Linked DNA regions of Macaca mulatta: region 1 is linked to region 2. A link is a contact called in public Hi-C data. All regions are on one chromosome and are shown on one strand. The core of a region is the stretch at or near the end of the contact, and the rest is flanking DNA. Distances in the headings are between cores, read along the strand shown.

Region 1 (5,351 bases), core at 2,655-5,154, 230 kb after region 2:
CGGGTGTGTCTTTATTAGCATTATGAAAACGGACTAATACACCACCATTCCACAAAACCTGCACTCGCCAAATCTGAGTCAGCTCCCAGGCCGTAAGCTGGAGACCCCTCTCCTGACTTCTCACCTTTCAGGCTGGCTACTCCCAAGTGCTGCCCCTAGGCCCAAGCACCACGCCTCAACTTCCCCTCCACCTCAGCAATGGCTCCTTGGTGCCTCTTCCTGTCTGACAGCTCTAAAGGCTCTCTCTGTGGTCACAATTCCCAGTCTCCAACATGGGCCACGCCGGTGAGTTGTTCATCCAACCACCCACCAGCGTTTCCATGAGGGGGTCCAACAGGCATCTGAGACTCAACACATCCAAAGCCACAGCCCAAACTCCGCTGGTATTATATTAGGGGGAGTTTGTGGGAGGGACCCGGTGGGAGGTAAAATCCCTGCACTACCCTGCCCTGACCTTTCCCATCTTGGTTAAGGATAACTTTCTCCTTAAAATTGCTTAGGCCCAAAACACTGTAACTTAAATAAAATGGACAAATTCCTCTAAAGACACAAACAGAAGATCTGGAAAGACCTATAACAAATAGAGATTGAATTAGTAATCAAAAAAGCCCAGACCCAAATGGCTTCAATAATGAATTCTACCAAACACTTAAACAATTAAAGCTGGGTCCACTGGCTTGTGCCTGTGATCCCAGCTACTCAGGAGGCTTGAGGTGGGAGGATCAGTTGAAGCCAGGAGTTGGTGACCAGCCTGGATGGTATAGTGAACACCGATCTTCTAAAAGAAAAAAAAATTAGTAACAATTACAAACTCTTCCAAAAAAAAAAAAAAAAAAAAAAAAAAAAAAAAAAAAAAAGAACACTTACAACTCATTTTATGAGGCCAGTAGGACATTAATTCCAAAACCAGACACAGACAACACAAGAAAACTTCAGACCAGTATCTATGACGAATATGGATTAAAAAAAAAATCACCCAAAAAAACTGGATTAACCTGAATCCAGGAAGAGAGATACTCCATGACCAACTGGAATTTATCTGAATGCAGGGGATAAATATCTTTTCAATATCTGAAAGTCAATTAATGTAACACACCACATTCCTAGAACAAAGAAAAAAAACCCATGATTATCTCAATGGACGTGGAAAAATCATTTAACCAAATCTGACACCTTTTCGTGATAAACACACTCAACAAACTAGAAATAGAAGATACTTCCTTGGCTGGGCATGGTAGCTCATGCCTATAATCCCAGCATTTTGGGGTGCTGAGTGGGGGGTGGATTACTGGAGGTCAGGAGTTCAAGACCAGCCTGGCCAACATGGTAAAACCCCATCTCTACTAAAAATACAAAATTAGCTGGATGTGGCTGTGTGTGCCTGTAATCCCAGCTACTCGGGAGACTGAGGCAGGAGAATCACTTGAACCTGGGAGGCAGAGGTTGCAGTGAGCCAAGACCCAGCCACTGCACTCCAGTCTGGGTGACAGAGTGAGACACTGTCTCAAACAAGAAATAGGTTTTATCAGGTTGAGGAAGTACCTTTTTTTTTTAGACGGAGTTTCCCTCTTTTAGCTGGGATTACAGGCACCTGCCACCACCCCCAGCTAACTTTTTGTATTTTCAGTAGAGATGGGATTTGTCCATGTTGGCCAAGCTGGTCTCAAACTCTGGACCCCAAGTGATCCGGCCGCCTCGACCTCCCAAAGGGTTGGGATTACAGGCGTGAGCCACCGCGCCCAGCCTGATAAAACCTATTTTTGAAGCACCCACAGCTATCATTATACCCAATGGCGAAAGACTGGATGCCTTCTCCCTGAGATCAGGAGCAAGACAAGGATGTCTACTCTCGCTGCTGCTAGTCAATATTGTACTGGACGTTCTAGCCAGGGCAGCTAGGCAAGAAGGAGAAATAAAAGGCATCCAGATTAGAAAGGAAGAGGTAAAATGATCTCTATTCACAGATGACACGCTTTTGTATAAAATCCCAAGGAATCCACTAAAAGACTAGAAGAACTAATAAATGCCACTAAAAGACTAGAAGAACTAATAAACGGGTTTAACAAGGTTGCAGGATAAAAGATCAATATACAAAAAGCCCTTGGAGTCACCCTTGACCTTTCTAGGTCACACTCCACATCCCATCTGACAGTGGATGGCCTCCTGCCTCCTTCTCAGCCCTTCCTAGTCTGTTCTTCACTCAGGAGTCAGAATGACCCTTTTAAAGGCTTAGTCACATCCTTCCCTTGGCTCAGTCTTCCGAAGGCTGCCCATTTCCTGCAGAGAAGGGGCCACAGTTCTGACTGTGCAGGACCTGCCCGCATCCCTCCATGTCCCCACCTCCCATTTCCCACCAGTCCTTCCAGCTATGGGTTCTCGACTTAGCGGCCTCTGCTGTTTCTTACACTCCAGGCTCTCGTGTTTCAGAGGCTCTGTCTGCCGTGCCCCCTGCTTAAGACACTTCTTCTGCAGATATCCTCACCCTCGACGCCCACTTCCCGCCGGTCTTTGCTCAAATAAGTGCCCTCCTCCTGTGGCTTTCCTTGACCGTTCCGCCCTGTCCACCTCGTGTTCTTTTCAGACGGCTGACTCAAGAAAAAATAGACAATCTCAACAGACCTATAACAAGTGAAGAGTCTCAATTAGTAACCAAAAAACTACAACTCGAATAAGTCATCAAAAAAGCCTAGCCCCAAACGGCTTCAACATTGAATTGAAGCCTGCACGTGGGTTGGTATGTGAATGACGGACTGCCCGGGTCCTCTGGGCACTCGGCATTTCCTACATGCTCCGACTCTGGCACAGGGTGTCTCGACCAGGAACAGACAGGCTGGGAGCCCCGCGCCGGGTGCCTGCTCCCGGGAAGCTCCACCTCTCCCTGCCGTCACGGCGCCGGTGGGCGGCACGTGGACCGGCTCTCCCGGGGGCAGTTCTCTATTCCGGCCATGAGGTTCTCAGACCAAATCCTCGGAATGCAAACTCTCACGGCGTTCCCGTAATTCTCAGCCCAGCGCGGGCCCCGACGCAGGCTCCAGGGGAACGAAGTCAGCGTCCCTTCCGGGGGATGCGCCGGCTGCGCTGCACCTGTTTCTGCCTCAGGGGTCCAAACGCCCATCTTCCCTGCACCGGGACTGGGGCCTGGAGACCGTGGCACGTCCACCTGGTGCCCGTCCACGGGCTGTCGCCTGCCGAGGTCGCCGCCGGCCACACCCACGAGGTCTCCAGGGCGCAGGCGGCGAGAGCTCGGCCGGCCAGGGGGCCGGGCTGCGGCTGAGGCGGGACGAGCCAGGGCCGGGGAGGAGGCACGGCGCGGAGGGTTGGCTGCTGCAGGCTCAGCAGGGTCCCCGCCGCCAACCCACTCCGCCCACCCCGCGCCGCCGATCCCGCGCCCCGCACCGCAGGCCTCAGAACGTGATGGAAGCGGCGGAGCAGGCGCGGACCGGGGCGGGTCCTATTGGGCCTGCGAAAGGGGGCGGAGAGGGGCGGGTCGACGCTCTCTGCGCCTGCGGAAAGGGGCGGGGCGGGCACTGGCCGGCGGGTGCCACCTACTGCGCCTGCGGAAAGGGGCGGTGCCGGCGCGGGCTTGCAGGCGGTGCCTAGTGCGCCTGCGGGAAGGGGCGGGGCGGGCGCGAGAAGGGAGCGCAGCTGGGGGCGGGGTCGAGGGCGGGGTGGCGGGCGGTGCCTACTGCGCCTGTGCGAGGCCGCGGCGGTGAGCGCGCTCCTGCTCCTTGGCCGCCGCCTCAGCCGCTGTCGCCGCCGCCGCTCACCCGGGGCCGCGCACGCGCTGCCACCGCCCCCGGCCCGCGCCCGCCCCCGCCTCCGCCCCCGGCCCGCGCCCTCCTGCCGCCGCCTCTCTGGGCCGCGGGCTCGGCTCCTCCTCCGCCCGGGCTCGGCGCCCGCAGCATGCAGCAGCCGCGGGGGCGGCGACGGCGGCGGCTGTGAGGTGAGGCGGGGGCCGCGCTCGGGCGCCCCTCCCGGCGGGCCGGCTGCGGGGCCGAGTGGGGGCTCGGGGCGCACCGGGCCCCGCGCGGCGAGGGGCGGCGGCGCCTTTGTTGCGGCCGGGCCGCCGCCTCAGCCCTTTGTCTGCAGATGGTGGACGCGGGCGGCCGCGCCGCCGCCGAGGGCTGGAGGAAGATGGAGGCCCCGCCGGACGGCGCCGCCGACCTCGTGCCCCTGGACCGCTACGACGCGGCGCGCGCCAAGATCGCCGCCAACCTGCAGTGGATCTGCGCCAAGGCCTACGGCCGAGGTGGGCCGGGCGGGGGCCGCGGGGCGGGGGGCAGGGGCGCGGGCCGGGGCCGGGGGACGCGGCCGGGGTCGGGTCGGGCCGGGTCGGGGTCCGCGCGCCGCGCCTTTGTGCCGCGTCCGCACTGGGTCGGGGCTGGGCTGGCCGCCTCCGAGATCCCGGTGGCGCCCGGGCAACGCGGAGCGTGGGGACGCGGTCACCTGGCGAGTGGGCGTCCCCGCGGCGGAGGGCGGCGTGGGTCGGGGCTTCCGCTCCTATTTCGGGAGTGCCCCCAGCCTCCCGTTGGCGGCGGCGGCGGGAGGGAGCTGCCCGGTTTTGGGCGCAGGGAGGGACCATGGGGACGCGGGGCCGCTGTCTGAGACGCCGCTTCCCAGCGCGCCGGGCATCGCCAAGTGCTGGACCTGTGATTCCGAGCCTTTCACTTGTTAAGAATTTTGATGCTTACCATCCATCAGCTGTTGAATTCCCCAACTAGAAATTGCGTATTCCGCGGATTGTGCTTAATCATAATGATCCCCTTTGCTTAATTCCTGTTTGGAAGAACTAGGTAACCTTGTTACTGAGTCCAATTTGTTAGGCCCTAATGTGCTTAGTGGATTAAGGCGCTTCTGTTTCGTGCCCTGGGAACAGGACAGACCTGGTGATTCTCCTAAGTGGCTGACTTCTCTATTAATTTCAGGTGCTTTGTTTCAGGTACCATATTAAGAGTTAATATTTCTGTAATCCTCTTTTCATTTGAAGCATTCTTCAACAATTTGCCTTTATCCTGGTGAAAAATTAACCTTTTTAGAGTAAGACTAAAGGAGACAGAGAGCCATTCCAGAGAGGAGTTCAGTTGACCAGTTTGGAAAACGCTGAGCAGGCGTTACCCTGTTTGACAGTGGCCTGTGCCCCAGCTAGACTCTAGTTAGTCATAAGGACAAACGCGTTTTGTAAGTTTTAGGGATTAAATACCTCGCCTTATTTCAAACTGGTTTTTGTACTGTGTCAGTAGTAATTGGGAAAGAGTTTTTCCTTTCTTTGATAGTTTTCAGTTTTACAGTTCTTGTTTACTGGCTCAGTGGAACCTTAGTTTCTGTGTTGTAATGATGAAGAAACACTGCTA
Region 2 (5,001 bases), core at 1,068-3,567:
GTCCCCTGTATGAAGACCATATGTCTGACATGGCACTTGCCACCCTTTCCGGTCATTTGCCCCTCAGCCTGTCCCTCTCACAAGATGGCAGGTGCCTTGAGGGTGGGGGCTCTGCTGTGCCTGTGTCCTTGGTACCCAGAGCAGGGTAACAGCATGGGGGCAAGGGCAGGCACACATGCTGCGCTTCTCTTGGCGGGTACAGCAGGAAGCAGGGGGCGTCAAATCCAGAGCTGGGGCCAGGGGACTGCAGGGCAGGGAGGACACGGGAAACGCACAGCAAGTTTGGGGCTGTGGCTCTGCCCCTCCCGTGGCACAGCACCAGATGGGCCTGGTGTGAGCCCTGATCCATGGACAGGCGACCACCCTCACCAGCACGTGAGAAGCCGAGTGACGGGTGACCACCTGGTTTACACACCACCCTCTTTCTGGCCACGGGAGCTGTCTTACAGTGCCGGCTTCCCAGCATGAGCTGCATGGGAGGGAGAATTCTCTTTAGTTAGTTTGTCTCTAATGGTCCTTAAAACAGAAGACAAAAAATGAAGGCAGGCATTAAGATGCTTTTTATTATCTCAATGTTTATATATTTAAAATGTTTATTTTTGTGGAGGCCATGTTGCCAGCCATGTCGCCCAGGCTGGTCTTAAAACTCCTGGGCACAAGAGATCTGAGGCCGGAACGACAGGTGTGAGTCACCACGCCCAGCCTTATCTCAATAGCTAAACGTGTGGATCTGCCTCACATCTGGAGAGGCAGAGAGGTGTGCCAGCAACGGGGCTATTGAGGAAGGAAGACCTGTTTACTGATTTTAATTTTTTTGTAGAGACAGGGGTCTCACTATGTTGCCCAGGCTGGTCTCAAACTTCTGGGGCAAGTGATGCCCCTGCCTCGGCTCCCAAAGCAGTGGAATGACTGCCGTGAACCAACACTTCTTGCCTGACACCTGTTTCTTTTGGAATATTTGCCACCAGCCATCGGTAAAGAAAACAGGCTCTTGGCCTTTTTTGCTGTGCTACCTCCTGGTGCCCTTTGGTCGTCCAGATGTTCCTCGAACTCCTGCTCATGCAGGAGTAAAGGCGGCTCTCTCTCCAGTGGCGAGGATGGGGCCACAGTGGAGAACGTAGCTGCGCCAGCCCTCAGGGCGGCCCTGGTCCAAAGGACGTGGGTCCAGGAGCCAGCTCGCTGTCCTGGGAGGAGCCAGCTCGCTGTCCTGGGAGGAGCCAGCTCGCTGTCCTGGGAGGAGCCAGCTCGCTGTAGCCAATGACGGGCCTGGTGGGCAGGAGGGCCCAGCCCCCTTGTTCCAGTGCCATGAATCTGAAGGGCCACCCACTTTCCGGTCGCCCCAGGGCCTGCTGACCCTGCCTTCCCCTCCCACCCAGCAGCCACACCCAGGAGCGCTCCCCAACACACTCCTCGCTGGAAACCCCCAGGACACCCGCCAGCCTGTACGAACCAGGCGTGGGGACACTAACACAAGTCCTTTTCCTTCACTGGGGGAACCCTGGGGCTGCTGCTGGGCCTGCTCGCGCTCCGGGGCTGTCCCCTCTTCGGCTGCCGAAGTCGCCGCTGGCCCACCAGGCCTGGCAGCCACCCACCCGCTCCCTGCCGCCCGGGTCCGCGTGGCATCGGCCGCCCCCACCCTTCCCCGCCCTCCCGGAGCCCGGGGGACGCCCCCATTCCCGCCGCCGCCCCGTCCTCCCAGCCCCAGACCCGAGCCTCGCAGGGCGCCTTCGCACACGGTCCCGCGAGGACCAGATCTGTTCCCGGTCCCTGGGCCGCCCATCTCCGCCGGGAAGGCGGCTTCCTCCGGGGCCCGGCCCCACCCCAGCGACCGGCAGCAGCGCGCCGAGTCGCAGACACCTCAGGCCGGGGCCACTACCAGGGTCAAGCCCTGTTCTGGGACCAAAGGACGACTCCACGGGAGCGCGCCTGCGCACCGCCCCGAGGCGCCCCAGGGACGGTAGGCTCAGGCCAGCCATCTGCGCCTGCGCAAGACCAGGCGCGACCCCGAGGGCGTTCGGGGGAGGGAACGCTGCGGACTGCTCGCAGCGTGCGCACGCACGCACGCACGCACGCGCGCCTCGGGAAGCGTCGAGTCCGGGACGCCCAGAGCGGGCACGGAGCAGGGGGAAGGGAAGCGCGGCTCGGTCGGCGCGGGTGGAGGGGGCGTGAGGCCGGCCTACGGTGGCCGTCGAGGGACGGCGCTACGGCTCCCACGCTGGGCCAAACGCCTCCGGCGGCCGCGCCCGGGCGCCCCTTCACCTGCAGGGCGACCCCAGCCGGGGACGCGTGAACCACGCCCGCAGCCGCCCCGCCGGCGCCCCCAGCCCCGCGTCCCGGCACCATGCGGCCGCCCTGCGCACGGAGCCCCGAGGGACAGGGGCGCCCGCAGGCCCGGCCCCCAGCACCGCCGGCCGGCCCCGAGGTCCGGGACGCCAGCGCCGCCGCGGAGAGGGCACCGGGTGAGCGGCGGGCGGGGACCCGGCCTCGGCGGGGGCCGTCTCCAGGGCAACGCGCGGCGCGGGACCCGGAAGTGGCTCCGGCAGGGGCTCTGCAGCCAGGGGGCCCGGCGCGGCGCAGGCCCGGTGCTCACGAGGCGTTGCGGGGGCCCGTCGCGTCTCTGCGGCCCCGAGGAAACGGTCCTGGGTCCATGGGCCGGGCCGAGCGGGCGTCTGCAGAAAGACGGGGACCCGGATGGAGCCGCGGGCCGTGAGACCCCGCGGGGACACAGCCCCGCCGAGCCACGTTTGAGGGGCACCGCCATGGCTGGGGTCCCGGTGGCTGCGATCTCCAGGCCGAGGCCGGCCTTAAATCGGGCCGCTCTGGCTCCTGCACCGCGTGGAGGAGCCGGGCGGAGGGAGAGGGCGAGGCTGGGCCCCTGGCCCCTGCGGGCACGGGAGGGTCCGGCGGCCCGGTCCCTCCCGCTTCCGCTCCGGGCAGGTCCCCACGGCAGGGCCCCAGGCTGAATCTATCTGACGGCAGGCGAAGGTCTTGGCAACAGTCCCCTTAGTGTTACCAACTTTCCTACTCCGATTTTATTTCCTGACCTTTGAGTTCATTCCGTCTGCAGATTATTTAGGCAAGCTATAAACGGCATTTACTAGGTGAAGCTAGAGAGCCAAATGCCGCGTCTACTCTTTGCAGCCCAGTCTGTAGGGCCGCTGCCAGACCCCGGGCCGACCCCACACGGGGGCCTGGGCGCTGTGCCTCCACTGTGCACGCCAGGCCCAGCCCCTTACCTCCCACAGCTACTCGCAAGAGCAGTGCTACTGGCACCCCCATTGGACAGAGCAGGAGCCGTCTTGGGGTCAGGTGACCTGCCCAAGGTCACTGCTAGGGAAGGACAGTGCCAGGGTTCAGGCCCAGCAAGGTGACCCCAGGGCCCCCCAGCCGTCCATCTGGCCCCTAGCACTTGTCAGGTTGCTGGAGTCACCTGCCCCCGCCGGGCTCGTTCTCGGTTCACCTGTGAGTCCCTACTCCCGGCCCTGTGGTGGCTTTTTGCAGGCACCATTTTAGGGCTTGTGTCAGCCCTGGTTCAGGCAGCCACAGAAGACCAGGGCAGTAACAGGCAAACTGCCTAAGAGCAGAGAGTGGTCCAGCTTGTGGGGGGCTGCGGGGATCCTGCGGGAAAGAGCCACTCCTGCCCCTTCCCATCCGTTTTGGCATTGACCACCTCTGGGGGCCTCCCCTGGCGGCTGCCCCGAAGGCCCCCCTTCCCCAGTGCTGCCCTAGAACAAGCACTTTGGCTTCCCCAGGTGGTGGGCCCCCTGGAAGTATCCTTGGGAGGGTTTGTGAAAAGAGTAAGTCTGGGAGTGCCCGCAGATCCTGCCCTGGACTCCCTTTTCCCGTAGTCCGGGCGCTGGAGTTTGTGTCCGCCTTCGCCAGCTGATTGCCTGGGGGAAGGATCCACACAGTGTCCTCACACTGACATGGGTTTTGCGGCTCTCCCCGCAGGCCGACGCCTCCCGCGAGGCTCAGTGGCCGGCTCCCAGGCCTAGGCGCCCATGACCCCTACGCTGACCGCTGCCTGGACGCCGCCGCCACCACCGCGAGCTAGCGCCGCCGCCACCAGGGCCCAATGCCGGTCATGCCCATCCCGAGGCGGGTGCGCTCCTTCCACGGCCCGCACACCACCTGCCTGCATGCAGCCTGCGGGCCCGTGCGCGCCTCCCACCTGGCCCGTACCAAGTACAACAATTTCGACGTGTACATCAAGACGCGCTGGCTGTACGGCTTCATCCGCTTCCTGCTCTACTTCAGCTGCAGCCTGTTCACCGCGGCGCTCTGGGGTGCTCTGGCCGCCCTCTTCTGCCTACAGTACCTGGGCGTTCGCGTCCTGCTGCGCTTCCAGCGCAAACTCTCGGTGTTGCTGCTGTTGCTGGGCCGCCGGCGCGTGGACTTCCGCCTGGTGAACGAGCTGCTCATCTACGGCATCCATGTCACCATGCTGCTAGTCGGGGGCCTGGGCTGGTGCTTCATGGTCTTCGTGGACATGTGAGGGCCGTGGGCGTGAGCTTGATGTATCGTCCCGGCCTGTGGCTGTGTTCTTTACATCGGTGGGACTGCCCATGCCGCAGGCAGTCGCTGCTGCCTGGCGCCCACGGAGAGAAAAGAAAGGGCTGAGACTTCCGTGATGGGGGTGCGGATGCCGCCCCTAGGCTGGCTTCCTGCGTCCACCCTCCCCATGTGCACTCTCAGGGGCGGCGCCCACCTGCGGGTGGCTCCTGTTCACACGACTTCAGGTCATACTGTGGAGTGGGCCGTCTGTTCTGCCTCTCTGTGGGCTTCTCTCCAGGACCCCAGCTGCCAGGGACTTTAGACGTCACCCTGGGAGGCCTCTGGACACAGAGGGCTGTGTGCCCAGGAACAAATCCGGACGGGGGGCCATCCTGGCTGCACAGTCCCTTCCTGCGTTCCCTGGTCTCAGGCCCAGCCAACGGGACACGGAAGGCTCCCCTCGCTGACACACCACACTGCCACAAAGCTGCTTACTCTGCCCTGGGC

Evidence for each region. Hi-C and Micro-C count contacts between places; a contact is called where the count stands out from the background.
Region 1: a Hi-C map of CD4 T cells shows a contact between it and region 2, with 2.7 times the contacts expected there. The contact joins the promoter of LOC114672692 here to the promoter of TMEM250 in region 2. A contact is called at or near these places in 2 of 14 Hi-C or Micro-C datasets (CD4 T cells and liver).

What each region holds. Positions count from the first base shown.
Region 1 is chr15:6,621,906-6,627,256 of T2T-MMU8v2.0, forward strand. It overlaps LOC114672692, which reads right to left and starts at 3,905. Exons shown (of 5, transcript XM_077966734.1): 1 at 3,768-3,905; 2 at 3,550-3,645; 3 at 1,788-3,451; 4 at 996-1,103; 5 at 1-778. The coding sequence starts at 3,905. The coding sequence ends at 2,885. CAMSAP1 (calmodulin regulated spectrin associated protein 1) reads left to right here and starts at 3,685. Exons shown (of 15, transcript XM_077967098.1): 1 at 3,685-4,249.
Region 2 is chr15:6,392,628-6,397,628 of T2T-MMU8v2.0, forward strand. It overlaps TMEM250 (transmembrane protein 250), which reads left to right and starts at 2,318. Exons shown (of 2, transcript XM_015116377.3): 1 at 2,318-2,459; 2 at 3,952-5,001. The coding sequence starts at 4,076. The coding sequence ends at 4,495.